2 separate regions of the Rattus norvegicus genome follow, and region 2 is linked to region 1. Evidence: chromatin contacts called from public Hi-C data. All regions are on one chromosome and are shown on one strand. The core of a region is the stretch at or near the end of the contact, and the rest is flanking DNA. Distances in the headings are between cores, read along the strand shown. Region 1 has its middle 74 kb from the start of Zfp36l2. Region 2 has its middle 33 kb from the start of Trnai-uau2.

The links. A called contact is a pair of places that touch in the nucleus more often than the background predicts.
Region 2: a Hi-C map of liver shows a contact between it and region 1, with 5 times the contacts expected there. The contact joins two enhancer-like sites. A contact is called at or near these places in 5 of 12 Hi-C or Micro-C datasets (hepatocytes, kidney, liver and 1 more).

What each region holds. Positions count from the first base shown.
Region 1 is chr6:16,315,081-16,317,931 of GRCr8, forward strand. No RefSeq gene overlaps it. Among named protein-coding and RNA genes, the nearest start is that of Zfp36l2, 74 kb to the left of the region's middle. Within about 2 kb of position 1,576, at least 36 of the 93 cell types and tissues checked have an H3K27ac peak or open chromatin away from gene starts, as enhancers often do.
Region 2 is chr6:16,548,090-16,551,113 of GRCr8, forward strand. No RefSeq gene overlaps it. Among named protein-coding and RNA genes, the nearest start is that of Trnai-uau2, 33 kb to the right of the region's middle. Within about 2 kb of position 1,567, at least 12 of the 93 cell types and tissues checked have an H3K27ac peak or open chromatin away from gene starts, as enhancers often do.

The sequences.
Region 1 (2,851 bases), core at 326-2,825:
CGCTGGGGTGGAGAATGTTCCTTGGCAAGGGAATCTGGTGGGAGGGGCTTTGCTGGGAAACCCCCCCCCCCCCGCCCTGCCCCCTGCTCCCTGGTGACTGCCTGCAGGGCTCTCCTCAGAAAGCCCCAGCTGAGCCGGTCCTCACACCTTCTGCCCTCTGCCTAGCGTTTACTACCGTACAGTGGTTGGTCCGGTTTGCTTTCCTCAATATCTGGGGTATCACTAAGGGCTTCGCACATGCAGGCCAGGCGAGCAAACACTCCGGTATTAAACAACATTCCCCGCCTCCTTGTTCTTTTTGTTTTCTTGGTTTTTGTCGTTGCTTTTCCTTTGGAGGCAGTGTCTCACAACGTAGCCCTGGCTAGCCTGGAAATTGTGATGCAAATTAGGCTAGCCTCAAACATGCCAAGGCTTGGGCAGGCTTCTGCTTTCTGTGCGCGCGCGCGCGCGCGCGCGCGCGTGTGTGTGTGTGTGTGTGTGTGTGTGTGTGTGTGTGTGTGTGTTTGGAGGGGGGGATTTAAGCTGGGAGCCACCATACAGGGTGTTCTAATGTTTTCATTTGGATGCAAGTTCTCTATCGGTTCCCCAGACTGGCCTTGAGTTTACACTACAGCCCTGACAGGACCTGAATGTTCCATTCTCCTGCCTCAGCTTCTCAGGTAGCTGGGATCACAGGCCTGTGCTACCAGAGCTGTCCACTTAGTTTATGCATCCAGTTAATCCGTTTATTCCTTGTTTCCCGGCTGGAATGAGACCCTCAGAGGTCCTAGTCTCTCTGGTTCCTTGCCCAGCTCAGCTGCTCTTTCCTGGGATGGATAAAGGAAGGAAGTCAGGTCATAGAAGACAACAGCTAAATGGGGGAAAGTTCAGAGGCAGGGTAAAGTTACTAAAGGCAGGCCAAATAGATAACTCTAGGCAGCTGAGGAGAACGAGAAGTACTTTAGAAAACGAGAAGGAACAGGGCCACCACGTATAGTCACGTGACCTCAAAGCTCAACGGAACCTTCTCCAGTTGTTCAGTTTTCAACATGGACAAAAGTCTGTGGTACTCCCCACAGGTGGGGAAGGACCGGTTCGGCCCCAGCAGGCTCTGAGGTAGTAAGGATGCATGGGTTGGGGGCAGGCTTAAAGTTGTCTTCAGCAGGAGGAACAGCCTGTCCCTTCCATGAGGGTGCCACGTGGTTATGGTTAGCAGTTTACCATCCGGTGTAGTCTCCAAAGACAGTTGTCCGACCGGGGGAGGGGGGAGGTGGGGGGGGAGCAACTGGTGTGCTGTTTGAATCTCTGGTACCTGCTGTGCTCAGTGGGCGGGTAGGGAAATCACCCGACACACCCCACAGACACCCACCAAATGCTGGAGACCAAGATAATGGTAACCGCCACGGGGAGGGCTATTTCCTGAGCTGGTGGGGTAATAGAGGTTGGGGACACGGTGTTCTGAGGTCTCACCAGAGGTCTCACCAGAGGCCTCGGTAGGGACCTGTCCCAGCTGCAAGAGCCACTCCTCCCAGTCCTACTGGCTGGGCACAACAACAATGTCCTGGTGGCTGTGGCTGTCTGGATGAGTCACCTTGCCCACAGTAAGCCTGACTGTCGATGTTATCAGTAGCTTGCTTGCTTCATTCCTGGGTGACATCACCCACCTCTGTCGTCTTCTCGGCAACAAACCATAGCCTAACACCCTGGCATATCCTGGGAGAGTTGGCCTGTAAGGCCACCAGGGTATCTCCACAGGGGCCTTTAGAGGTCCAACTCAGTCCTGGTTTTGCTATTGCAGGTCCCTGTCTACCAATAGGGATAGCTACCAAGCTGGGATTAAGCGCAGTAGGCCCTTTTCCACCCTGCCCCATAGTTACTCCCGCTCTTTCCTCAGCCGAATATCTCCCAGGAAGGATGTCCAATTGCATTCTTGAATGGAAGCCCTGAATCCCACACCTTGTGACCCAGGCCTGGGTTCCCCAACTTCTGCCCTGGAGCTTCTGGGATGAGGTCATTGGGTCTCATAGCTTACCTAGGCCCAGACTGTGACATCCTGCTGGCCTTTGCACAGTCACACTCCTGGGGACCTACTGTTGCTTCTCCTGCCCATGTGAAGCTGGCAGTCTTGTATCTGTTTCCCTTCTTGTCCTTGTTCTCAGAGGTGACCCGTGGATCAATGGAACAGTGGCCGGGAGTACATATGACTTCATGTCAGAAGCAGGATGAAAGGGCAGGTCCATACTGGTCTTCCCTGTCAGTGGAGTTGAATAGCAAGAGGAGGCCCAGATTGGCATACGAGGCAGCCCAAACCCCAACCCCGTGCCAGGAGGATACCTGCATGGACAGGCAGGAAGAAATGCCAGCCCACCAGGCTGCCCTCTGGGACCCCAAGAGACAGCTCCTCAGGTACAGACTTTTAAACAGCGTCCACTTTCCCTTCAGTTATCTGGAACAAAAGAAATTGTTCCTAAGGTGCAAAAAGGAAACCACAAAAAGCAAGAGAGCCCACTACTAAGGTCGTAACATCTTCACCATCAGCTGAGGAGCAGAGCCCAGAGCACCTTGTGCACTGGAGCCCAGCCCTAGGAGCCAGAAGCTTTGCCCAGCACTGTCTTCTCCTGTCTCTCCTGCAACATTGGCCCCACAGGAGGCTGCAGCCTCCAGGACTTCAGTGCTCCGTTGTCACACAGAGCCACTGCTAGGCAAGCATTGTGGTGACAATAGAGAGGTTGGAGCACTGGGAAAAGGGTTAAGGCCACCTGGCTAAACCTCAGAGCTCTTGGTCCTGTTCTGCCCCGAGTTGAATTCTCATCAGTGCTCTTGGGGCAGTAGACCTCCAGATTTGTCACCATTGCTGACCTCTTGATTGTGG
Region 2 (3,024 bases), core at 317-2,816, 230 kb after region 1:
GAAATCAGCTGTAAGAAACAGTCAAATTGCCCGCTATTGGGTCCAACAGAAGTACAAAACCATAAAGAAGGATAAAGTGTCCATGGTGTGAAGGCTGGGGAGGGGCTCAGCTGATAAAGCGCTTGCTGTGCAGGTGTGGGAACCACATCAGCACCTGTAACCTTGGGGTGATGCAGCAGACAGCGCTCCCTGGGGTTTGTTGGTCAGCCAGCTCAGTCAAATCAGAGCATTCTGGAACTGCTAAGAGATCTTGTCTCAAAAACTAAGGTGGAAACTGATTAAGAAAGATCACCAATATTGACCTCATGTCTTCACATGTATAAGTACACAGACAGGAGGGACACACACACACACACAGAGCGAGAGAGAGAGACAGAGGCAGAGACAGAGAGACAGAGGTACACACACACAGAAAAAGAGACAGAGACAGAGGTATACACACACAGAGAGAGACAGAGACAGAGAGAGACAGAGGAATACACACAGAGAGAGAGAGAGAGACAGAGGTATACACAGAGAGACAGACAGAGGTACACACACACAGAGAGAGAGAGAGAGATGTATACACAGAGAGAAAGACAGAGAGACAGAGGTACACACACACACACACACACACACACACACATGCAAAGTACAATGATGTAAATAATTCCTCTTAGCTATGACACTGTTGTACAATCCCATGGCCACCCTGTATATGACCCCATAAGCCCTGTCATGGGCTGAACTGGGTACTCTCAAACTCCCCGGTAGAGGCCCAAGCCCCTGGCGCCTAAAAACGCAACCATATTTGGAGACATAAGCACAGAGGAGACCATTAAGATGGGATTGCCAGGGTGGGCCCTAACCCCGTGTGACTAGTGTCCTTATAAGGAGAGAAGAGGGGAGCAGAGAGAGGCCAGGGGCTCAGTGTAGAGGGGACCACCAAGGAAAGAGATGGCCAGCCAAGAAGGGGAGGCTAGAGAAGCCCCTGACCCTGACAGCTCAACCTTGGACTTCCAGCTTCCACACTTGTGAGAAAATACATTTCTATAGCCTAAGCCATGGCATTGATGGCATTAGTGACGCAAAGGCAGAAGTGACCAGTCCTGGAAAGCCACCAAGCAGCACCCGGAGCTCTGAGTACTGGGGTCGAGCAGCTTCATAGGAGCAAAGATGTGAACCCACAGCACAGCCTGCTCCTGGTTCAAAGGCCACCTTGCAGGTCATTGGGCAAGGCAGGAGGGGTCAGCACAGAGAGAAGGTGGGCCCCCTAAGCCTGGGCCAGCTCATGGGCTGGCACTGAGCCTAGCACGTCTCTAGGTGCTAAAGAGGGCTTGGCAAAGCCTTCTTGTCAAAAACCCATGTCCACTCAGGGCAGGCTCAAATTAGTCTGCCCCGCTGTGCTCAGCTGGTTGCAATTGCAGTCCCTCGTGCTAGGATTTCACTTTCGACACTGATTTATGGGAAACACAAGGGTTGCTGAAAATTCACTTGAATTCCTGCTCAGTGAAGCAATGGTTCAGTGAGGCGAAGAAGGAACGAGCCCAGCCCTGCCATCCCACAGGGGTGGGGAGAAGGTGGGAGAGTCCCCACAGAGGTGGCTACGCCCGTGATCAGAGCCACTGGGGTGGACCATCCACTCCAGCCCCTGGGACTGCAAGGACTCCTTGGAAAAATGACATCTTCATGCAATCAGATTCTCAGCCACACTGAAAACGAGTGGGCCAGAGTAACACATGCCAGCAGGCTGAGTCTGACCCGCGTGCGGGGAGGAAAAGCTAATTGCAGAATACTACGATGTCACAATTTATTCGAGATTCCAAAGTATGCTAAACAACCCTGGAAATGCCTTTTAAAAACTCACACATGGAGCTGGAGAGATGGCTCAGCCGTTAATAACACTGGGTGCCCTGAGTTCGATTCCCACCAACCACACACATGGTGGCTCACAACCATCTGTGATGGGATCTAGTGCCATGTTCTGGCATGCACACAGAATGCTCATAAGTAAATAAGTAGAATTTTTAAGAATTACACATGAGGAGAGGAACAAGAGACGTAATGGGGGTGAGTATGATCAAAATATATTATACATGTATGATAATGTCATAATGAAGCTCATCATTAGGTATAATTACTATATTCTAATAATTTTAGCTATTATATAAGCCAGGTAACAGTTGCATACCTATAATTCCAGCACTTAGGTGCTGAAAGTAGGAGAAGCAGGCTAGCCTCGACTATATAATAAATCTGAGGCTAGCCTGGGCTACAAGAGATCTTCCTCAAAATAACGACAGCCAAAAACTTGCATGTAGCTCTAGAAAAGAGTAAAGACAATGAGAAACCCCAAAATGTAGGCTGAAGGTTACTTTGGCAGGGGTGGGAGGGCAGAAGAGACGTACACTGGGGAGCTGCGCTTAAGGGCTGTGGTTGCTTTCATAATTCTATCTCTGAAACTGTTTCATAGCTCCATAGGTGTTCATTATGTCATTGCGTGTGCGTCTGTATGTGTGTATGTGTGCGTGTGTGTGTGCATGTGTGTGTGTGTGTGTGTGGTTTTATTGTTGTTGTTTTATTTATCATTGTTCTGATCTGCATTGTGTAATAACAGTATTTTAGAAGGAGGCCTGAAGATAAAGAGATGAACTAAAGTTTCCAGCCTCAGAGATGGGCGTGGAAGCACATGCCTGTGGTCCTGCAGGAGGTTCACTTTAGGTTCAAGACCAGCCTGGGTTACATAGCCAGGCCATGCCTTAAAGAAAGGGTGGGAGAGAGGAGGAGGAGGAGGAAGAGGAGGAGGAAGAGGAGGAGGAAGAGGAGGAGGAAGAGGAGGGGGAGGAGGAGGAGGAGGAGGAGGAGGAGGAGGAGGAGGAAGAGAAGGAGGAAGAGGAGGAGGAAGAAGAGGAGGAGGAGGAAGAGGAGGAGGAGGAAGAGGAGAAGGAGGAGGAAGAGGAGAAGGAGGAAGAGGAGGAGGAAGAAGAGGAGGAGGAAGAAGAGGAGGAGGAGGAAGAGGAGGAGGAGGAAGAGGAGAAGGAGGAG